Linked DNA regions of Macaca mulatta: region 2 is linked to region 1. Evidence: chromatin contacts called from public Hi-C data. All regions are on one chromosome and are shown on one strand. Each heading gives the region's core, a stretch centred on a gene start, on an enhancer-like site or on the middle of the called end of the contact. The rest is flanking DNA. Distances are from core to core; before and after follow the strand shown. Region 1 holds the start of AKIRIN2 (akirin 2). Region 2 holds the start of ORC3 (origin recognition complex subunit 3).

Region 1 (5,728 bases), core at 3,182-5,681:
AGGCAGACTAGAGTAATGGTACCAAGCCATAAACAATGTGAATTAATGTGCCTAACAAACTCACAAATACATTAACATTCACAGAAGGGTACCTTCAGACCATTCATTCACTACATAATAATGAAAACAATGTGTTGGATTTGATTGATGGTCTCTTACAATGTTGCAATATTTTGGTTTTATTCTTTCTTGGGAATGTCATGACAATCTTTTGGCTAAATGGTAGTATTACGAGATGTTTCAAAAACCAATTGTAAAGCATATTTGGTTTTCAACTAACTTACCAGGATAAGTATTGATGCAGCTACTAGAGGTATTCCTTTCCCCAAGGATATTCGATGCCTCTACTCCCCCCTCCCTTTACTTCCACTGATCACTTTTCCTTTCCCATACCCAGGGGTATTATAAACCTCACTGCTGACACCCCACACGAGGGTAAGCAAACTTTTTCTGTAAACACTAGAGAGCAAATATGGAGTTTTGGGGGCAATACACTCTCTGAGACAACTATTCAACTGCCATCGTCACCTGCAATGAACAATACTTTAAAAAAAAAAAAAAAGAATGAGCACAGCTGTGTTCCAATAAAATTTTATTTATGGACACTGAAATTTGAATTTCACATAATTCTCATGTGTCACAAAATAATTCTTTTGATTCTTTTCCAACCATTTAAAAAATGTAAAGAACATTCTTAGCTCTCAGGCTACACAAAAATATGGCTGTACTTTGCCAACCACCCCTAGACCCTGGACAGCATTTCTGAAGTAGTAACACTTGGGTGTCCTAAAAAACAGGTTTGGGATATCTGTGTGTTAAGGAGCCCCTAAAAAATTCATAATGCCAATTAGCATAGTAAAGGCTCTAAGCCTTGCGGTTAAGAAAGCAATCTTAACTTCCTTCAGCTCAGCTAGTCCTTCCTTTTTCCTAGTATTAAGTTGCAACACTTTGAAAAATATTTAAATAAGAATAGTCAAGTCAAACTTCCTGGGATGACTAAAATGATAGCTAAGGTTTAAAACAGACATCCAAGTTCCTGAAACTAATAAAGCCACAACATGACTTCAGCTATGCCATCAGAAACTGAAAATATCCAGAGGAGAACAATGAAAAAATAAATTGTATACATGCTCTGAAAAAAATTCACTTTAGTACTCTAATTCTACATTATTTGTATTATATTTGAACTCACAGATGTGAAAGGAAAACAAAGAGTTCCCACAAGTTCGCCAATCTCAATTTGGTAAGCCACTGTCTACTCCCAATCCTAACTATTCATTTTAATGACAGATGGGTATTTACTCCCATAAAGTTTAAGAATAATCGGTGTTAAAATAGGAAGCTGAAAATCAGGTGCATGAGAAAATTATTTCCAAGTTTAGTAACATGAAAACGGGGAAGCTCTTTGATACCTGCACAACACTGCAGCTCCCATTATGGCATTACAAAAAACATACAGGACCATACCCCAAATTGGCCATATAAACACAAAGTCAAATTAAATTACATTTAGAATGTCATTCAAAACTACAGTTTAAAAAATGTAATTTTAGCAAGTCAAAACTTTAATTTCAACTTGTTTTCTCAAGTCAACTTTTTAAGATAATATTCAGATTAGTTAGAATAACTTTCAGCAGACTCAATCAATTAGGATGCGATTTTAGATTTCAGGATATAATCAAACTTCCAAAGTAGATGTCAAAAAAACACCTTGAAGAACAGAATAGCAGTATTTTGGAAAGTGAATGTGAATCTGAATTAGCTGGCTTAAACAGTTCCAATAATTCCAGTCGTTTTACTACGATACTTCAATTAATTTAAACTTGAGATAATGTGGAGCCAATTGTATTAACCAACGCTACAGATATGCCAATGAAAAGTCAAGTTTACAAAGGATCACAGTTCTTTCCGAGTAAGTGTGCTTTAAAGGGGGGGAACATATTATACCCCACTGGTTTACACACATGCCCAAGATTATTTTCACATTGAGATATAGTACTTTAATTCCCAAACCTAGCACTGTATTAATTCACTCCCTCGACTGAAATTTATTGCTGGTTAGCTACTTAATGACCTTATTTTGAAATGGCCTTATTAGTTAAGTACAAATTCCATTTCAATTTCCAATGATACCATTTCACTAAAAGACAAATTCCAAAAATGTCAACCACCAGTAGCTCATTCTTGACACTGGCTGTTTCCTTTTTTTTTTTTTCCCCAAAGTAAAGCCTAACAATCAACAAATGCCTTTTCAATCTAATTAAAAGACAGTTCAGTAAGGTCATTAAATAAATTTATCCGAGAATTTCCGTGACAACTCACTACAACTCTGAAACAGTATGTCCTTAAATTAGATCAAATATTTAATAGCAAAAATGGTAGCTTGCATATTCGAGGGTCACTCCATGGATTTAGAAAATATTTCAAAATGTGACATTAAAAAAAAACACTAAAGTCAGTTTCAAATGGAAGTCACCAAATATAGAGGTATATACTTCACTTTTTTAAGCTAATGATAATGAGACATTTAAATCAAGCTATGAAAAGGCTTTGTTTAAAGGGTGATATTATTACTAAAGGCTCACACAGAAATCTTTGCATGCTACACACAAAGGAAACATTTACACTTCAATCCACAAAAGCCTATCCTAGGACTGTGCCAGGGGCACACAAGGATTTCAAAGTACAGAAAAAACTGGGCATACACATGCCCTACAAAGCAGCCAAAAGACATTCCCCATAGTCTCTCTCAGGAAATGTTTCAAGATGAAAAGCAAAAGTCTTTAGTCCCTTGGAATGCTGGGTTGATTTCTTCATTATCCTCAAGGCTAGGTTGTTTTCTCCCAACATACTTTGTTGGGCAAAAATAAAGCATTTCCAAATAAAAACAACTCCTCAGCCCCAATTTTCAATGCAATATACTTATTAAAAGTTCAAGATTTCTCAAGGTCTAGATGTACAGTATGATCATATTACAGTACTCGGGAAGAGCGTTTTCTTTGTTGTTGACCCTGCTAGGGAAACAGGTCTTGACTCAGCCAAAGTGGCGTTCTTGTGGGTGATTAATGACAGGCCTAGATCTCGCCCCAGTGACATCCATCCCCACCCCCCACCCCCACTATACTAAAATCAGCCATGTCTGAACTGGAGGAGGGGCTGTAGCCTCGCCTCAAACCACCCAGTCCCAGAGTTAATAGCTGCAACCAATCGATTACGGCAAGCACACATTGAGATTGGGGCGAAATGTGACCCTTTCGCCTAAATTTACGAATAATATCGCCCTCTCTGATCATTTCCGCTGAGTCTCCAGCGACTACGGAAACAATTCCAATCATTCGGCCCAAAGAAAAAGATGTCCCTGTTCTACCCAATACCGACAAGGCAAAGCCCCTACCCACCTCCAAACACTACCCCCTTGACATCAGCCCATTTCTATTGTGTCTTATTAGGTCCTCGGGCTACGAGGACCTAATGAAAAATGTGGCTGCCCTACTACTTTGCTAAGAACGAGAACCACACAGTCCGGTACCCCCACCCCAGGGGCCGCATCCCACGCCCCAGGACCCCTGTTCTCTCGACTACCCCGGCGGCCGCGGGGCCGGGTCCCACCTGTGGTGAGGCGGGAGGAGACGTCGCCGAAGGGGGATGGCTCCATTCGGAGATACTTCTGCGGCGAGGCGGCCGCAGCCGAGAAGGAGGCGGCAGTGGCCGCGGCCGCCGACAACGGAGAAGCAGCGGCCGAGGTGGGTGCCGACAATGGCGCACATCGCCTCCGCTTCGGGGACGCCGGGCTCAACAGCGGGTCGAAATCCAGAGTCCTTTTCAGAGTGGCTCCGCACGCCATGGCCGGGGGCAGCTGAAGCGCCGGGCTCGGGCGGGGTCGGGGAGGGGTGACGAGAGGAAGAGGGCGAGGAAGAGGGGGAAGAGCGGGAACTCGAGGAGAGCCTACCCGACGGGCTCAGGAGCCAAGCGGGTCGCAGAGCGCCGGCTGTGGAAAACAGAGCCGCCGCCGCCGCTGCCTCCGCGGCAGGGGCAGTGGCCAGGGACGGCCCGGGTGAGAGCGGGAGGGGCGGTGGCGGGCAGAAGCACACGCCAGTCGCGTCAGGGGGGCTCTTCCGCCTCCTCAGGCGCAGCTCCCCCGGGAGAGGCTCCGGCCGCCCCCGCCGTCCGCTCGAGCTTTGCGCCGCGCCTGAGGCGCTTCTGTGCTGAGACCAGATCCTTTCTGAAGTCGAAAACAGCACTGTGGGGCGTGAGGCTGAAACGCGGCTCCTAATACGCCCGAGTACGGTCAGTAGATTGAGAGCGGCGATCGATGCAGAGAGATTGCGAGGTGGCTGCGGCAGCACGACCGCAAGCGAACACGTCCAACCGCTTCCCCCTCCCCCGTAGGACTCTCCCACCCGCCGCCGGCCCCAATATGGCGTCAATAACAACGCCGCCGATTCAAATCCGGCGGCCTCAGAGCGCGTGCGCACGGGGGCGGGCCAAACCGAGGATGCATTTTGGGAGTTGTAGTTTTTAGCTGCGGGGAGGAATCGGCTTGAAAGACGGGAAGGGAGGAGTCACAGAAACTACTACTTCCGTCATGCAAGGCGCGCGATTCCGAGTTCCGGGTTGGAATTTAAATCCCCTTACACAGCTTGAGTGTGAAAGGAACTAAGCAAAAGAGAAAAAAGAAAAGGTTCTGAGACAGTCTGGGAGACGGGAAAGAGAACCGGTGGAAAAAGCAAGCTAAGCGACGTAGAAATCTTTTAAGATTCTCCGCATAGTTGCTCCCACAGTGATTTAAGATCTGGGAAATATAATAAGCCAATTTCTAGTCAAAGTTAGATTAATTTCGGTATCGACAGTACCCAAAACAAGACCTTTAACATGGAGAGGATAGGAGATAAGGAGATTATGAAACCTATTTAGGACTGGCAGACAGAACAACAGTAATAGTATCAGGTTACAGGATCCTTGATTGAACTCGATGCTTTGCCCTTCCCAGGTAGCTGCTTCATCCCCTAATTAAATTCCGTAAAGCCAGCTTTGCTTCTGAAAATGAATAGGATTTGAACGACTTACAGAATCAAATTGTTTTGCTTTGGGTAAAAAGCAAGTGGTATCAGACATTGCATTATTTCTATTGAATACTGGTGCATATATTGTGAATTTTGGTACAAAACTAATCAAAAGACAGTGAAACGTTTAGGTAACAGATATTGGATGGATCCATTTTGTAAGCGGAGGGGAAAAAAGTGTTTCTAAAAGTTGTACTTTTAATCAGATACCTAAAATAAGAAACAAATACAGCACTAATTTAGAAAGTGATCATGTAGCGGGGCATGGTGGCTCACGCCTGGTATCCCAGCACTTTGGGAGGCCGAGGCAGGTGGATCTGCCTGAGGTCAGGAGTTCGAGACCAGCCTGGTCAACATGGTGAAACTCCGTCTCTACTAAAAATACAAACATTAGCCGAGCGTGGTGGCGCGCGCCTGTAATCCCAGCTACTTGGGAGGCTGAGACAGGAGAATCGCTTGAACCCAGGAGGTGGAGGTTGCAGTGAGCCGACATGGTGCCACTGCACTCCAGCCTGGGTGACAGAGCGAGACTCTGTCTCAAAAAAAATGAAAAGAAAAGAAAGGGATGCCGGGCGCGGTGGCTCACGCCTGTAATCCCAGCACTGAGAGGCCGAGGCAGGCAGATCACCAGGTCAGGAGTCCGAGGCCAGCCTGGTCAACATGGT
Region 2 (5,029 bases), core at 2,274-4,773, 110 kb before region 1:
TAAGGAAAGCGTAAAGCTACTTAAAATGTACCAGGTTACATGAAACTAAATGCAATTTGTGATCCCTTATGGGAAAAAAATCAACAAGACTGGAACATGGACTATAAGTTAAAGCATTTTATCAACATTATATGAATCTAATAACTGTACTGTGGTCATGTAAAACAAGCCTTGTTCTTAGGAAATAAACAATTACATATTAAGAGGTAAAGGAGCATTATGTATGAAACCTACTCTCAAATGACAGGAAAAAATTATATAGAATGATGAAGCAAATGTGGCAAAATGTTAGTAGCTGCTGAATCTAGATAAAGAGGATATGGAGTTCTTTGTACTATTATCACAACTTTTTGTAAGTCTGAAATTATTTCAAAATTAAAAGTACACAAAATTAAAATGAACTAGCTGGGCCAGGCCTGGTGGCTCATGCCTGTAACCCCAGCACTTTGGGAAGCCAAAGCAGGCAGATCACCTGAGGTCGGGAGTTCGAGACCAGACTGACCAAAATGGACAAACCCCATCTCTACTAAAAATACAAAATTAGCCACTCTCAAGTGATCCACCTGTCTCAGTCTCCCCAAGTGCTGGGGTTATAGGCATGAGCCACCATACCCAGCTCCTAATCTGAAAATCTGAAAGTCTCCAATGAACATTTCCTTTGAGTATCATGTCCACACTCAAAAAGTTTCAAATTTTGGAGCATTTTAGATTTCCAGCTTTGGGATGCTCAAACTGTACTGAACATTTTTCTTCTTTGCTCTTGTCTCCCCATGTCCTAATGTATTGAAAATATTCTTATTTATCCTCAAGTTTCAGATCATTACCCAATAACTCTATATTCAGAGAAACAGATATATATCTGCATAATTTACACTGCTGTATAAATCCATTAGATTCTGTTCAATGATTGGATTATGCTTCTTGCTTTCACAAACAGCACAGTATATAGGAAAGATATAATTTTAAAGTTAGATTTCTGTTGATAAACCAACTCTACAATTTATTGATGATGTGGCTTTGGGTAGGTTATTTAATCTCTGTGGATCTCAACTCACTCAATTATATAAGGTTAATGCTTCTATATCATAGGGCTGCCATGAGCTTAAATGTGAATGTGTAGTAATTAGAACAAATATATACTTGATATATTAGTTCTTGTTTCTCCAAATTACCTTTTTTTTTTTTTGAGACAGGGTCTCACTTTGTTCCCCAGGCTGGAGTGCAGTGGTGCAATCAAAGCTTGCTGTTTCAGCCACCTGGGCCCAAATGATCCTCCCACCTCAGCTTCCCAAGGAGCCTGGACCACAGGCATGTGCCGCTACACCTAAGTTGCATTTTTTATTTTTTGTAGAGGTGGGGGTCTCCCTATGTTGTCCAGGCTGGTCTTGAACGTCCCGGCTCAAGGGATCCCCCACTTTGGCCTCTCAAAGTGCTGGGATTACAAGTGTGAGCCACATGCCTGGCCCAATTTACATTCTTTACAAAGAACACAGTCTTTGCAAAACTAAACACAATTTGTTTCTCATCATGGCACTACCTTGATCTAAGGGCTAAGAATGGAAACCATCTACCCTTACACACAGCTTATATACTAAGGTCCAAAACTACCTGCCATGATATGGTTTACTGTCTACATTAACAAGAATTTATTATTTCTTTGTCTCATTGGCATAACTTTACTGTTCTAGAAGACTTCTGCCCAAATAACTTAATCATTCATTATAACAACTTCATGATAAATCTATTAGCTTTTCACAGGATTTACTTTTATTTTTTGTTTACAGGGTCTCACTCTGTGGCCCCCCTGGAGTGCAGTGGCACAATCACAGCTCACTGTAGCCTCAAACTCGTGGGGCCGTCCAAGTGATCCTCCAGACTCAGCCTTTCAAGCAGCTAGGACTACAGAGGTGCACATCAGGCCTAGCTACTTTTTAAAACAAATTTTTGTTGATACGAGGTCTCCCTATGTTGTCCACGCTGGTCTCAAACTCCCGGGTTCAAGCCATCCTCCCATCTCGGCCTCCCAAAGTGCTGGGATTATAGGCAGCTGAGCCACATGCCAGGTCTATTAGTTCTTCCAATTTAGAAAACCTCAACAGTTTATGCCTTAAGGCTCCTTGCAGTCTTTGCTTTTGCTACCAATCTTAAACTGCTGTATCAGATCAGTTTCCAATCCTAATCAAGCCATCTTCCTCCAACATCCTCCTACCCTCTGCCTCTGAAAGACCAGCCTTAAGCCGTACCCATCAGTAAAATCTGACCTTGCTTTCCCAGTTTAATACACTACCAAAGCTCTAAGCAGTGTTCTTTCTTATCCCAGTAAGCAATAAATTCAGCTGTCTTAACAAAATGTCATATTGGTGATATTTGGCGAATTATCACTGGACAGGGCAGTATATCTATAAGCATAAAGACAAGGCAGAGGGATTTCCCCACAAATGTCTAGAAACACTGTAAAAATGAGCTAAGATAAATTATACATCAGGCTAATTACGTCCACTAATACACCCATTAATCAGAAGGAAATGGGTTAGTCGAGACCACAACAGAAAGTTTCCTTCCAAGGGTGGCCAGTGAGTCCTAAAAAGTTCTTTTTGATGAATTACACATTTATACTGCAATTTTGCCCAGCGCAGTGGCTCATGCCTGTAATCCCAGCTCTTAGGGAGGCAGAGGAGGGACGACAGTTTGAGCCCAGGAGTTTGAGGACTGCCTGGGCAATATGGCGAGACTCCGTTCTCCACAAAAAGGAAAAACAAAACAAAGCAAGTATATTGTAACTTTGTAAGTCCTTCCTCACAACAGAGGTGTTCAAATATGACCCTGAACCAAGAAAAACTGAGTCTCAGATAGCTCATATATCTTTGGGAATTACCAAAAATAATTCTAGGGTTGACTACCTAAGTGACTGCAAGAGAAATAAGCAGTTTTAAAATGAGTTCCCTCTGAAGAACAATCCACATCCATCATTAACGTCATTAAAGTGTAAAGAACACTAACTTCTATGGGGTCTCATCATGGTCTACTGATTTTCCACCCAGGTAAAGCATACTAAGCTGTGGGGTGGGAAGGAGTGAAGCACCAGGTACCTTTCAAAGTTTACTTTTCACCAAGACAAACTGATCCCAGCCGACCCCCCACAGGACTTCTGGAGCCCTACCAGCTCCAGAGAAGGGGGAGGAGGTGGTAGAAAGTAACAGAACTCTGTAGGACCCACCCTCCAGCTGACTGAGGACTGGCCCGCAGCAGTGAAAGGCCTTTGGGGTCCCTAGCTCCGCATGGACTCCCCTGCGCGCTCCGGGATCCATACCTGGCAAGCTATAGCCCTGCGAAAGCTGCTCGCCATGTCCGCCTCTAGGGAAGTGCGCCGCAGTCCGCCAGTCCCGGCCTCGCCTCACCTCCTTAAACGCCCCGCCCCTCGCACCGGAAGCCCGCCCTGGAGGGTGATGCCAGCCAATCAAGAAGCTGCGTGACACGCCACTAACCTCTGCCCTGCAGGCGCGAGGGCGCGCGGGAAATCCCGAGTGCATCTGGAATCCGCAGAGCCGGTAAGAGCATGGCCACGTCCTCGGTGTCTAAGGTACGTGGTGGCCGACGCTCACAGTGGCTCTACCGCTGCCTCATTCCCCCTTTGAAGAAGGGATGAAGCGGAGGTTATGTAGGCCTCCGTTCCCTGGCTGGAGGGGAGGGAGGGAGCGGCGTACTGAGCTGAGGCGTCCTTGCTCCAGATCAGTTGAGGCCAACTTTGCTTGGGCCCAGAGCGAGGACGCGGATCTGCCTTGTGGTGGGGCTAGGAGGATTTTTAAGTTCTGGTTGTTGGAGGTCGGATGTCCTGATGATGTGGCCCAGTCTTTCATTTTTTCCCTCTCACAAATACTGTTAGCCGAGCACTCCGTTAGGTACCGAGATGCAGTGGTAAACAAAACAGATTCAGCTTCTGCAGTCAAGAAAGTCAGTAAACATAGATAAACTGATGATCACAAATTTTAAGTGTTAGCAAGGAAAAGAGTTCTAGACAGACAACAGAAGAGTGGGAAGAACCTAATATAGGTTGCCGGGGGTTAGCGGAGGCTTTTTGGAGAAAGTAACGCTTTGACTGAGACCTGAAAAATGAGAAGTTAGGCTAAGGATTAGGGCGAGGAGGGAAGAGAGAACAACGTGTTCTTCGGCCCAGAAGATAGAAATAAAATAGCATATTAGAGGAATTTAAAAATCATAATCAGAAAGTAGACAAAGAGTGGGAGCGTCATGAAAAATGAGAATGCAAAAGTAATGCAGATGCGGGTGTGTGTGGTGGGGGTATCTTACAGACCTCATCTTGGCTACCAAGATGGCAAGAAATTGCAAAACATAGTGTAGTTGGTAAGAGGATAAGCCCTAGAGCTATATTGTCCAATGTGTTAGTCACTAACCACATGTGGCTATTTAAATTTGAGTTAAAGTAAAATTAAGTAAAAATTCAGTTCCTCCGTTGCACTAGCCACATTTTAAGTGCTCAATCATCACATGTGGCTGCAGCTACCATTTTAGATAGTGCAGATACATTTCTATCATTACAGAAAGTTCTGTTGGACAGCGCTGTTCCGGACCACGAAAAGTAAGACATTTAGTTCTATTATAAGTGCAGCGGGAAGCCCCTGAAGTTAAGCTGTCTGATAAAGCTGAAAAATCCAGATGAAGAAGCTACATTCTCCCTATGTTAAAACAATGGATTAATGAAGGCTATATCATGGATCTGATTTTTTATTTTGATTAAAATGGTTTATGAGAAGCAGTGCTTTTAAAGACTACATCTCAAGAAGAAAGTACAAGTCTTGGGGTTTAAGGTTACACTAGAAGAGATTTAAAAGTAGTATTTTTATTAGAATTGGTACTGGTTTTATTTTGTCCTGGTTATAATATTCTGTAGGTTTTGAATGGTCTGTCCCTTAATCCTGTTGATTGCATAAGCACCTCTTATTTTTATGTATCTTGCAGAAAGTAAGGTTTTTCAGGAAAGCGTTTTGGTATTATAACAGAAATGTCTGTA

Evidence for each region. A called contact is a pair of places that touch in the nucleus more often than the background predicts.
Region 2: a contact with region 1 is called in a Hi-C map of fetal cortical plate, with 2.4 times the contacts expected there. The contact joins the promoter of ORC3 here to the promoter of AKIRIN2 in region 1. A contact is called at or near these places in 3 of 14 Hi-C or Micro-C datasets (fetal cortex germinal zone, fetal cortical plate and liver).

Annotation. Positions count from the first base shown.
Region 1 is chr4:98,240,718-98,246,445 of T2T-MMU8v2.0, reverse strand. AKIRIN2 (akirin 2) reads right to left here and starts at 4,431. Exons shown (of 5, transcript XM_015136918.3): 1 at 3,610-4,431. The coding sequence starts at 3,844.
Region 2 is chr4:98,348,459-98,353,487 of T2T-MMU8v2.0, reverse strand. It overlaps ORC3 (origin recognition complex subunit 3), which reads left to right and starts at 3,523. Exons shown (of 19, transcript XR_013416301.1): 1 at 3,523-3,580. RARS2 (arginyl-tRNA synthetase 2, mitochondrial) reads right to left here and starts at 3,382. Exons shown (of 22, transcript XR_013416302.1): 1 at 3,311-3,382.